Linked DNA regions of Mus musculus: region 2 is linked to region 1. A link is a contact called in public promoter capture Hi-C data. All regions are on one chromosome and are shown on one strand. Each heading gives the region's core, a stretch centred on a gene start, on an enhancer-like site or on the middle of the called end of the contact. The rest is flanking DNA. Distances are from core to core; before and after follow the strand shown. Region 1 holds the start of Slamf8 (SLAM family member 8). Region 2 holds the start of Dusp23 (dual specificity phosphatase 23).

What was found. Promoter capture Hi-C pulls out the DNA fragments that hold promoters and counts their contacts.
Region 2: a promoter capture Hi-C map of macrophages shows a contact between it and region 1, with 8 read pairs. The contact joins the promoter of Dusp23 here to the promoter of Slamf8 in region 1. A contact is called at or near these places in 2 of 39 promoter capture datasets (embryonic stem cells and macrophages), 3 of 484 Hi-C or Micro-C datasets (nephron progenitors and palatal mesenchyme), 3 of 115 datasets of contacts at active chromatin or transcription factors (embryonic stem cells and intestinal crypt epithelium) and 3 of 9 other capture datasets (adipose tissue, liver and pancreatic islet).

What each region holds. Positions count from the first base shown.
Region 1 is chr1:172,585,573-172,592,035 of GRCm38.p6, forward strand. It overlaps Slamf8 (SLAM family member 8), which reads right to left and starts at 4,996. Exons shown (of 5, transcript NM_029084.3): 1 at 4,827-4,996; 2 at 2,337-2,663. The coding sequence starts at 4,860.
Region 2 is chr1:172,631,025-172,637,304 of GRCm38.p6, forward strand. It overlaps Dusp23 (dual specificity phosphatase 23), which reads right to left and starts at 1,950. Exons shown (of 2, transcript NM_026725.2): 1 at 1,592-1,950; 2 at 1-802. The coding sequence starts at 1,858. The coding sequence ends at 617. It overlaps Gm35601 (a long non-coding RNA gene), which reads left to right and starts at 1,956. Exons shown (of 5, transcript XR_001779542.2): 1 at 1,956-2,117; 2 at 6,166-6,272.

The sequences.
Region 1 (6,463 bases), core at 3,746-6,245:
TTGGGAGCTTACAGTTTGGTGAAGGAGACAGACACAGACATGATGATGAATAAGAAACAGAACCTAATCGTCAGGGCATAAGATGCTGTGCGTGAGGAGCCTCGTGGGAGGGGCTCCGTCTTGTTATTGCCATACCTCGGCTCTCTAGTGCTGGCAAATCGGTGCTTGATACCTGCGCTGCTGAACAAATTAGTGTCCTGGCATCCTAAGCCGTGCGTGGCTCCTCACTCCTATATAGATTGATGAGCAAATCCCTGGGTCTCTTGCAATGAGGCCAGTGGGAGAGCATTATAGTGACAACAGGAGGGCCGAGGCTCTGACAGCATTCCAAAGTCAAGCTGAGTAAAACCTCATTAACGCCAGCTCAATCTGGTGGGATTTGTGATATGAAAAAAAAAAAGAAATGATTTGCTGGGCATACTAATAGTATAAACAGAGATTACAGGGGGGATATTTACACCACTTAAGAGGACAAGCTGCCTCCAAACACGATCAGGCGCGGTGGAAACACCCATCGACATTTCTGGTAACCGATCCGCTAATTCAAATCATTCTTATCTATTGTCAAAGCCGAGCTCCTAAGGACGGCTGCTTGGCAGCTTCCTGCAATTAGTTCTAATCACGCTATGTATTTGGAAGCAATAAAACAGCAATTTCCTTAAAATCTGTAATTCAGATCCCGAGAACAAGGCAGTTTAGGGCTTAGTGGTGTGGGTGCTGCCTGCATCACCACATTCAATGTCCTTGTTTCACATGTGCGGCAGCTGAGACTGGAGTGGGGAGAGGCCCCAGGGCCTGCGCGGCTGTGGAGGTTACTCACTGTGCAAGGGCACTGGGATAGGAGGCTAAACAGTGCTGAAAGCCAGCCGGCATTCTGACTGCTAAGACGCACAATTTGCTTCAGGCCTTCATGTGTCCTGAAGCTCAACCTCTGAGTGCATCAGCACCCTGAATGGCTCACCCAAGGGCAGATAAGATAGCCATTTCTGGGGCTTTGAGAATCCTTCCCAGTTTGCTTATAGTGCCCCCCTCCCCACCCCCGCTTCCCCATTCTAGGTACTATCCCCACTTTCTGTTCTGTAATTTGGACTCTCTGCGACCTTCCACATGTCTGAATTTTTATTGAAATACTGGTGTGGGGCCACACACATTTGTGTTTCAAGCCATTTGGTAGGTGAGATAAATGGGAGTTAAAAGGCCTGGAACAGCAGAAATGAATGAAGAAGGAGGGGGAGGGAGAGGAGGGGAAGGGGAAATGTGTGGGAGGGAGGGGGAGGGGAGGAGGAGGGAGGAGGGAGGAGGGAGGAAGAGGAGAGGGGAGGGAGGAAGGGAAGGGAGGAGGGGAAAGGAGTGGGAGGAAGAAGAGGAGGGAGAGGAGAGAGAAGAGGGGAGGAGGAAGGGGAGGGAGAGGAGGAGTGGGAGGAGAGACCCTGCATCCCATCCTTATTAAGTTCATCCACTTCTGCTGCAGAGCTACAGGCAGCTGCACAAGGGATGCCGGTTTAGTGGAGCACAGCCCACCCCACGAACCCTAAGAAATAAAAACAGTGACTATTATTAGCTCTCAAGTAATGTAGCTCAGGTTGGCTTTGAACCCGAAGCAATCTTCCTGCCTCAGACTCCCGAGTGCTAGAATTACAGGCATGTGTCAACCATATCAGCTAAAAGATCTTTTAAGAAAAATAAGGCTGTGGGAATTCTAGATCCCGGGTAGAATTTTTCTAAGTGTACAAGGCTCTGGCTTGAATCTTTAGCACGAACTTTAGAATAACAGAAACCAAGACGAAACAAAACAAAATTCCCTAATTAATTATAGTTTAAGTTGAGTTAACTTGTAAATAAAAACTAATTATGTCACGTGCCACATTCTTTTCCTTTTTAGCGGCAAATACAAAACAGTATCACTTACAATCTAAGATGATACCTTATAATGAATAGACAGGCCAATGCTCTGTTCTATAGTCCACCGTGCTTTATCCTTACGGGTACTGGGCATGGTCCTTATTATAAGGCTCAGTGTACAACTGGGGTGGGGGGAAAGGGGAAGGTCGGAGGCTAAGCATCATTTCCCAGCCTGATGAGCCAACAAAAGAATGAATGGATACAGATGAGGTTGGTACGTTGGTGAAGCCAGCTGCTTTGAGAGGTGCTCACCTGGGAAGTGTGTGGGGAGCTTTTTTTAGATGTGACTTCTGGGGAGCAGCTGTTCCCTGACTTAGCAACGTGGTCAAAGGCCAGGTCTTTCTGGAACCTTGTCCTCCCCAGCTCCCATGGCTCCAGATGCTTGCTCGGTAGTTTGCAGGAGGAGTCAGGGAACCAGTATTGGGCACACTTACCGTACACCTTGAGATACAGGGTCTGGGTCCAGGTTTGACCCCTTGTATCCACCATCAGCACAGAGAAATTGCCGCTGTCTCCAGGTTTCAGGGGTCCAAGCTCCAGGCTGAGGTTGTCATATAGCTGGACTCGGCCCAGGAAACGAGAGTGGTACAGAGTCTCCAAGGAACCTCGGAAAAATGTGGCCAGGAGCTCCTCCGATGGCCACAGAGATCGCCAGATAGCCTCACGCACTTGGAAGCCCGGAGGACACTCGGCCACCAGCAGCTCTGAGTCCCCTACCTTGCTTAGCACTTGGACACTGACAACCACAACGGGAAGGAGAGCTGTGAGAACAAAAACCCTGGTTAGTCTGCCTATGTAGGTGTCTCGCCCCACTCCCGGCAAACCAAACGGCTGAGTGGCTCAGAATTGAAATAGGGCCCTCCACCACACAGCAGTTGCACTGAGGGTGTAGTAGAGTATCCCATGGATGGAGGAACAAAACAGGAAGAGAATCTGGTCTCTGTTCATGGAGAAACCAGACCTCAAGCCAGCCTCTAAAACAAATTAAGTATCATAGTGAGAAAAAGTGTCTCAACAGTAGGTTAATAGGGGTCCTCACCCAGCCTGGAGCTGCCTCAGAGAAGAAGCATCCTAAAGTAGGAGTAGGAATTGGCTAGACAAGCAGTGGCTACTGGGATGGGGATGGAGAAGCACTACAGGCAGAGGGGACAGCACGGGGGTGGAGGGGGTGGGGTGAGGGGTGGAGGCTTAGACGGGGGGTGGGGTGGGGGGGTGGGGGGCATGAGGAAATGAAAGTGGTTCTGCCAAGGAGAAGTAAGGAGAGAAGGACACCAAAAGTTCCTGGGACCTCACTGTACCATGAAGGAGCCCTAGTTTCTGAGCTTTTTAATCCTTCGAACAATGGTGTGCGCATGCGCGAGCGTGCGTGCTGTTGCAGGTAGGTTTTGAGCGAGGAAGTGGCATGATGAAATGCACGACGAAGAGGCACGGAGGCACGGAGATCGCACTGGAGGTGGCAGAAAGGTTGAGGCTGTGTTTTTTTTTTTTTTTTTTTTTTTTTCCAATGCAAGATAAAGGTGGAAACTTAAACAAAGGAATGGAACCACCGGGGATGGGGAGCCAGAAAGAGTAATACTGTATGTAGTTAGCAAACTCTAGTATTAGATTTGGTTTGAGAGTGAAGCGGGAGGACTCAAAGGGTGCTCCCAGGTTTTGGGACCCATTGCCTATCATTATTTGTGATCTAAAACAGGGAAAGAGACAAACAGGAGGTGAGATAGCAAGGTGCGATGTTCAAAGGACTGTTTTGAGCTTGAACTATGAGGAAGACAATCCTGTTTGAGCTGCCCTCTTGACTCCTTTTCTGCCTTATTTGTGTGTGCTTATTCTGTAAGCATCACCATCACCTCTAACCTCTTCCCTAGCTCACTGCAAGGTTACATTCTTTCTGTTTTCCTACAGTGACCAGAAATCAGCACCCTGTACTATTAGTAGTGTCTGTCTCTGAATCAGGATCCCCCTCCAGACATGAACTCTTTCAGGCTAAGAGCAAACGTCTTTATCTTTATACGTGCAGTTCTCCCCTTCCCCTCAGTTTAATATTAGACTGCAGGAGCTCAGTACACTGCACTGAATTTGCTGAGGATTGACCCCGAGCCTGGTACAGAAGGAGGCTTCAGGATGCAGGGCACCGTAAGGGTTGATACATCATGTATCCAAGTGCCAGAAGCTGGGATCAAGAGATCTGCTGATCACAACTCTAGTCCTCATCTATATCTTTAACCTCTCTGGGCCTAGCCATCTTTATTCTGAAGGACACAGATTCAGTGTTAACACTGGATGCCCCTTAAGTCTGAGGTTCTGCCGTATCCTGGCTCTGAGTATGGGGATCCATGAACTCCGTGTCATGTTGCCTATTTGTTGATCAAAGAGGGAAACTCAGCCATCAGAGTGATGGAGGGAGTCAGCTCGTGTTTGGAGACTCCAACACCAGTTTGCTATCAGCTATCCTCATGCCCACTGGGACCACATTTAACCTGCTGTCACCTCATTTCTTCATTCAATGTCCATCTCTTCTTGTACAGGATACAGAGAGTGACCTCAGCATCCTTACAAGCTGCCGAAACACTCCTTAGGGAACTCTCCTCTGCCTTACCCTCCTCTCTTTCCCTGGACTGGAGGATCCCCATGTGTCAGTAGTGCCAGATCCCCATCACCCTAGCACCCAACTTTCTCTCAAAACTGCCATCATTTCAAGCTGCTCTGGGCCCTGGAACGGGTGGTGTCTCCTGGATACAGATGCCACTGGTAACGCTACCCTATTTTGTCTAAGACACCACTTGAGCTTGCTCCACACCTCACTTCTCCTTCTCTCCTTGATTCTTACTTGGTTTGGAGAGGCAAGCTGCCTAGCAGTAGGATGAAGGCAGCTGGGGAGAGGCTTTCAGCTCCCCGAGGACAGGTTGTCCATCTGCCCCACTTACCTTCAAAGAGAAGAAGACTCCAGAGGGACCACATGGCCGTTGTCCTCCCTTGGAAGATTCCCTCAGCAAACTAGGATATCCATCCTAGGCCAGACGAGTGCACGGAAGGAGCTGTGGTCCTGCTGGAAAGTCCCATGTTCAGAAGGAGGAATCTTGACTCAAAACAAGATGTCTTGAAAGCGAAAGCATCCCGGGTAAAGTGGAAGTTGGCTGCAGGCCCAGCTGAGCCTCACTGGGTTCTCAGGAGCCGGTTCTTGTAAGTCAGCCTCCTTTCTGTGCACATGGCAGTCAGAGCATGGTGACAAGCACACCCACATGGCACACGTGCTTCTTACACATGGTCACCAGGCCTTTCTGCATCCAGCCCTGCTCATGGATGGGCCTAATCACCATCATTGTCACAGAGAGCCTTCTGAGCTTCAATTTTCATCTATGCACTTCCCCTCTGCTTAAAAGTCTTTGAAACTCTCCTGCTGCCCTCTGGATAAAGACAAAATACTGAGCTTAGCATGGGAGGCTTTTCAGCTTCTACAGACTGGCTGCCCACATCTGCTCTCCTCTTTGGCCATCCCAGCCAGACTACCTCTTTTTAGAACCACCCCATTTGACATCTGCACACATTGGATTGGCTTTCCTAGCAGGCATACCTTGCCCACCAGGCTGTCCTTCAAGGCTCCCTGCCTACAAGCAGAGTGAGAAATACTTTGTACCCATGTATTCTTACTCTTCCTTGTATCCTCTGCATGTTGCTGGTCATAGCCACACAGTTTCTCTAGGCCGTTTAATAGCAACATTCGTATTTGTTTCTGTGCTGGACACACTGTTTAATAAATAGTCATTAAGTGATTGGACAACTATCAGACGTGGCTAGCCCTTTTGCTTTTATGTAAGGCTGAGGACCATTCTCAGAGCTGATCTTCTTGTCACCCCATTGGAAGTATCTGTGGAAGAAGAATTAAAAGCCACGTTAATGGTAGGCACTCTCTTGGGGTCCCAGGGGTCATAGAGGGGCAGAGAGCATGGGCTGTCCCCTCCTCACTCTTATTCTGCGCTTTTATTTATAGCTTCTTTTTTCCCCTCTTCCCTCAGTAATAGAGAGAGAATGAAAGGCTTCTGGAATGTTCTACCAACTTGTATCCCTATCCCCAGCAGAGAAGTCATTTTAAGATGCTGCCCTTGAGAAAGATGCCTAATGTCCTGAGTTTGGATCATTGTGTGTTGTCCTGTATAGTATCTAGTTTGTGAGTGAAATGGGCACCATGGTAACACTGGCTGTGGAGGAAGAGAAAGCATTCATGCTGCTCCTGAGGAACCAAGAGAGAAGGGAAAGGACCAGCATTTTCCTGGGGAATGAATGGGGAGCCTCTACGTGTAGTTCAGAGGGGAAATGTACAGCAGGGTCTGAAGAAGACTGTCAGAACACTACTGCTCATTCAAACTTGAAGGAGACCACTGGGGCCTGAGATCCTGACCAGACCAAAGTAGACTGGAATTCTTCCTACTAGACAGGTTTCTAAAAGACACACACACACACACACACACACACACACACACACACACACACACACACACAAATTAAAAAATTAAAATCAGTTAACCAGAAGATCAATATTTATTTATTTATTTATTTATTTATT
Region 2 (6,280 bases), core at 700-3,199, 42 kb after region 1:
CTGTAGCACGATATGCAGGTCTTCTGTACCCTGAGAGAACAAAGGTGGCTCAGGTAGGACGGATGACCCTACATAAGGGGTGATGTCAAGGGGGCACTGCTGGTGTAGGAGTGCAGCGGCCTGAGGCTGCTTGGAGGCCATGTGGCCAGGGACATGGGTCTCCTTCACTGACCAGTTCTCCTCTATCACATGTCAGGGAACAGCACTTAGAATCCCATCATCCTCAGGATGACAAAGGTGTGTGCTGGAGTCCTGGCCTATCCTTCTGTTTCCCAGAACTGTGACCGGAGGCCTTTCTGAACTCTAGACACCTCATCCAAAGAACAGAAGTGGTTTTTTTTTTTTTTTTTTTGTTTTTTTTTTTTTTGTCTTTTCAACCACCCAGATGTATTGGGAGTGCTGTGTACATGCTATGCAGCGGTGATGAGTTCTTATCAGTTATTACCTCATTTTTGTGGGGTCTCGGCCATCCTGCCGGCCACGTTATGGCTTTGGGGAAGGACTACTTTTGTCCAATAGGAGTCAGAGGGACCTGAAGGATGCAGTACTTTAGTTCACTCCCCTTCCTCCCTGGCCGCAGGAGTTGGGGAGGGGGAAAGGCGGGCTGTTGAAGTCCTCATTTTGTTCGCTGGTAGAACTGGAAGACGGCCTTCTCCTGTTCATACGTCTCAATGGATCCTGGTCGCAGGCGCCGGATCTCAGCAATGGCATCTCCTGCGGCCAAAGCCCGCTCCTTCACCAAGTAGCAGGCTAGCATGGTGCCAGTGCGGCCAAAGCCTAGGGCACAGTGCACTCCAACAGCCTGTGAAGTGGAGACTGATGGAGTAGAGTCCAATGCCCTCCCCAATACTCCCCTGTCCTCACCCCACACATCACAGGCTCTCCAAGAAGTGACATCAAAGCTGTGGGAGGACAGGTGACTAGGAGGCCTCTGGAATGGCTGGTTCCAACTTGGGCTCTCAGCCTACATCGCCTGGCCTCTATCCTGTGCTGTCTTGTATAGTACATCCAGCCACTTGTGGTGCTATTTTTCCTGAAATGTGTCAGTCCAAACTGAGCTGAGGTGCAAAATACTTACCAGGCCCTGAAGATGCGGCATGAAAAAGACTGGACATGCCTCATTAATAATTTGTTTCATATTGATTCTATGTTGAAATAATATTTTTGACTTATTGGATTAGTACAAAATTAACTTCACCTGCTTCTTTTTCATCTTTTTCGTTTTTTGTTTTTGTTTTTTTTTTAAAACGTAGCTGCTAGTAAAATTTAAAATTACAAGTGTGTCTCTATGACATTTGGACCTCTAGTAAAAGGGCTTTGAACTGATTCCGTCTGACATAGGCGCTCCCTGGACTCCTGGAAGGATTTCACTTGACAGTACTCTCTCTCCAGCCTACTTGGCACCACCTCTCCTAGCAGCATAGTTGACTTTAGTCAGGGAGTGGGTCCATCTAGCTCCCACCCCACTTAGCCCTGTCACCCCCGCCCCCAACCCCAGGCTCTCCCACTCTTTTCGGACTCCAGCTCCGGCCCCGCCCACTCATTTCCTTCCAGGCCCCGCCCTCTCGCTCTGGCTCACGAGCGTGCTGACCTCTCCCCGGGCATTGGCCTCGTCCACGATCTTCACAAATTGGTCGATCTGTTCCGGGGACGGCGGGCAAAAGTCAGGGATGCGCATTCGGTGCAGCGTGAGGCCGGGACAGCTGTCACTGTGAGGGGGTCCGCGCTCCGTCAGGGACACCAGGTGCCGCACACCCTGGTCCAGCAGGAACTGGTAGTGCGCGGGCAGCCGGGGCAACGCCAGTCCGGCCAGCCGTCCCGGAAGCACCCAGGAGAAGTTGGGGGGTTGCACGCCCATCGTGGGGGGAGTTTACTCAGGGCGAGGCTGGCCTTTCCTACTCTGCCGGGAGATTGGGTCACCCCCCCTCTGGGGCTGGATTCCGTCCCCGCTCAGCACTTGCCCTAGCGGGCCACGTAGTCTCTTGGACCCTCCCCCGTGACGCTCCTCCCCACCCAGGGTTGGCTGAACAGCGGGGGCGGGGCTAAGACGGCTCCAAGGCAGGCAGAGAAACCCTACAGCCCAACGGACGCGAGCAGGGCACTCGTTGATAGGCTGGGTAATCAACAACAAGCGTGATTATTGCAGCGGGGAGTGAAGGCACTAAGGAAGCCTGGAACCAATTAATTGCTCCTGTAGAGAAAACAGCCCAGGGCTGGGCTCTGCTGCTCCCTGGTGGTGCGTTGGAGCTACTGCATCGTGGGCCAGCCGCCTAACGGCCTGGTCTCTTCATAGTTTTTATACAAGGGGTTTAAATAGTGATAGAAAAATCTACTTCTGCCTGGGCGCGGGTGTGAGTAGGTAATCTCTTCAATGACCAAGCAGTCATGGTTGCTGTCTTCTTGAGTTCTTGAAGTAAGAGGGAACTACTATGTCCCAGACAATAGAAAGTTTTATTTTTCTACTGCCGACAGTAGTTAAAGGATGGGGGGTGGGGAAATATGTGGCACTGGAAATGGTACTCAGGGTAATATAGTAACCACTATCAACAACATAAGGGTTAACAACATTTAAGCTTTTGCTTTGTGTTAGGTACTTGTGCAAATACTTTTTATATATGTTAATTAATCGCCATAAGGTAGGTGATCACAGTAACCCCATTTTAGAGATGAGAAAACTGAGGCACCGAGGAAGCTAAGGAAGATACCATTCTCCAGAATCTCTCTCTCTTTTAAAAAAATGTTTATCTTATGTATATGAGTGCCCTGTAGCTGTCTTTAGACACACCAGAAGAGGGCATCGGATCCCATTACAGCTGGTTGTGAGCCAACTTGTAGTTGCTCAAATTTGAACTCAGGACCTCCGGAAGAGCAGTCAGTACTCTTAACTGCTGAGCCATCTCTCCAGCTCCGAAATCTTGTTTTAAAAATTATTATTATTTTTATTTTATGTACATTGGTGTTTTGCTTGCATGTGTATCTGTGTGAAGGTGTCAGGACTCCCGGAGCTGGAGTTACAGACAGCTGTGAGCTGCCGTGTAGGTGCTGGGGATGGAACCTCTGGAAGAGCAGCCAGTGCTCTTAACTGCTGAGCCATTGTTCTGTCCCCCTCTCCAGAATCTTTTAATGGCACACTTTCCTACAGTCATCCAGGAAATGACAGTGTTACACAGCCATCTTCACATTCTTCCAAACATTTTGTGTTTAAAACCCTGGGTATTTTCTTAACCGGGGGCCTAGGGACATACTGACCTAAGCCCACAAGACCTGGGTATGAAGACATCCTACCCTCCCTTGGTTGCTGGTCATTAGGGTGAAAATCTGGGCCTTGGGAGCCATAACAAGCCAAGATGGGCTACTTGTCTCTTCAATGGGCCAATTAAATAAACCTGCTAGTGAAAGCGGGAGGTGGTTTATTCAGTGTGCTACATTAGTGAGAGAAACAAGGAGGTCCAGTCCCTACCACCCAAGTCTATCTTTAGGGTCCTGGTATGAGGATTAGGCTTAGGTAGAAGGTAAGAGTTATGTATAACTGAGTGTTCCTGGTCAAGGTGTGGTTCTCCATGCCCCCCTTCACCCTAGCCTCTGCTTTCGTCTCTCATACAAGGAGACAAGTTCCCCATCTCTCAAACACCAGGCTCCCAGTCTTTCCCTTCTCCTGCGTGAGGCTCTCGGGGGAAATTCCAGGATCGTGGAGTCCATTGTTTCAGCAACCGGGCAGCGGGAGGGCTGTCCACGGCATCAGCAAAATGGAAGGATTTCTCCTTTCCGAGGTGGATTGCCTGCTCTGGCTCAGTGGGAACGAACCTTGACGGCAGACAGCTGTGTCTGGAAGTAACATTTCCAGGAACTGTCCGTGTGGGCAGATCACTTCTTGGGTTCTCTGCTTTCTCTGTCTACCTTCCACGTGTCAGGGAAGAACTTTCCACGTCTCTCCTCGCCCTTCCGTGCACGTCTCTTATCTCCTTCCTATCCAGCTCCAAGCCTGTCTTCTCCAGTGGGAGGCAGACTCTCTTCTCTAATGAGCCCCTAGGCTGCTCTCAGTGTGTCCTCTCTCCTGTGGGTCTCTGAGGCTGAAAGGTCGTCCATCATCCTCCCTCCTACGCAGGCTTGCCTGTGGAAAGGCCAGTTAGCTCCGAGTGAAGACTTGCTCTCCCTTGTCTGCTCATCCTTCATCTTCTAGAGAGAGAAGGGCTCAGGGTCCATGTCTGAGCTGTGTCCCATTGCAGGTGTCTCCTTTAATTTTCTGTCTCAGCTGAGGGTTTCTGTAAGAAAAGCCACTGCTGGGCTCCTGGCGAGGCTTCCTGCAACCTCGGCAGTCTCTTACACATTATCTACAGGATCTTTCTTGTCTGTTTAGGGCTATCTGGGCCTCAGGAGGGTTTAGGCTCTGTGTACTCTGATCTTCCCACTGTGGAAGTTGCTTTGTTGAGCCAGAGTTTCCTGTTTTTGTTGGAACTAAGACTGATTTGTTGAATCTTTTATTTTTACCAGCGTCTGGACATAGTGTTCAAAAGTGTTAAGTAAATGGACTGAAAAAATAAAGAGAATGCATTGGCAAGACGTACTTCAAGACACTGGGAGTCTCCAGGGTGTCTGTGGATTCTTCAGTTGCATGGGGACTGTGTTGAATATTATGTGTAACTTCTTTTAAAACTTCATTTTTTTACTGTAATTTAATTCACACACTAAAACACGAAACAAATACACACCCCAGTGAATTTTTACATGTGTGTACTCACACACAACCTCCAATTAAAATAGATAAGGAACATTATCCTAGACTGTTTATTTGTTGAATTTATGCTTTTATTTTTCTGAAAGGCTTAAATTACAAAAAAAACCCAGTTTCATACAGAGTATTGTAATTATATTTGTCCCTATGTTACCCTCACATCTCCCTCCTGCAGCCTCCCCCTTTCGTGTCTCTCCTTTTAAGGAAGTGATTCTGTCTAATTACTATTTTCATAAAGGGAGCAGGTTTCTTGGTCTTTATTGGGGACAATCTCTACTGCGTGCATCTGTATTGATAGATAGTATGTGCATATGTGTGTATGTGGGTATGTGTGTGGGACATGTTTTGGGGGAACAAGAAGATTTGGGTAACTTCCTCAATTTTGAGGAATTTTTGACATACTTGGGGGGATTTAGACACAGATATAATTATTCTCAGAATATGTAATAAAGTACTAAGCCTCTCATCAAAGCCATTGCCAATATCTGACAATCAGATAATATACAGTCAAAAGCTAATTGTGCAATAAAACTAACAAGCATGAAAGAAGTCGGTGGGGGCGGGGTGGGGAGGCGAAGCTGGGGCTGGAACCACAAGATGTTTCTAAAGGCACACTCTTCCTGTTCTGTTTAGTTTTCTGTTTATTCAGAAGCTCAACAGAATGAGTCGTCATGACCAAGATGACTTATAAAATGAAACATTAGTTCAGTGGTTACAGAGGGTCAGAGTTCATGACTATCTTGTAGGCACGGCACTGGAGTAGTAGCTGAAAACTTACATCTCATTCCACAAGCATGAGACACTCTCAAACACACACACACACACACACACACACACACACACACACACAGAGAGAGAGAGAGAGAGAGAGAGAGGGGGAGGGAGAGAGACTGGGAATGGCATGAGCTTTTCAATCTTCAAAGCCTTCACTCACTGACACACCTTGTACTACAAGGCCACACCTCCTAAATCCTTCCCAAACAGTTCTACCAACTGGACACTGAGTATTCAAACATGTGAGCATCTGGGGCTATTCTCATTGAAACCACCACTAGGCTTTCGTTTCCTGACTGACAGGAGGTGAAGGTAGACTCAGACACTTCCTTCCTTCAGCTAGGTCCCTGTGTCTCATCAAAGCAGAGGGTCACTTGAACTACAAAACAGTCTTTCTGTGTCTGAAATGTTCTGAGTTTAATATGTGTTAACAACTTTATACCAGGGCTCAAAGATCTGGACATTGAACCTAGGAAGAAGAAGCTAGGTGGAAGGCAATCTCCAAGATGCCTCAGATGGGTGTCTCATATTTTGGGTAGTTCTTTTCTACGATGTTAATGCCAGTTTTTGTAGCCAGTAGGCTGTTGTTGAAATGTAGTATATAACTTCCTAGGTTTGGTCACAAAAACTTGAATTTTTTTTTCCTTATTCTTCCTTAGGAAGATTTTTCGTGGAAAATCTTGTGGGGAGGTCAGCTGCCACGTGATAAGGATGTGGGGAGATGTCTGTGAAAAGGACCAGAAGGCTCTGACTTGCAGGCAAGCTTGTGAGTTA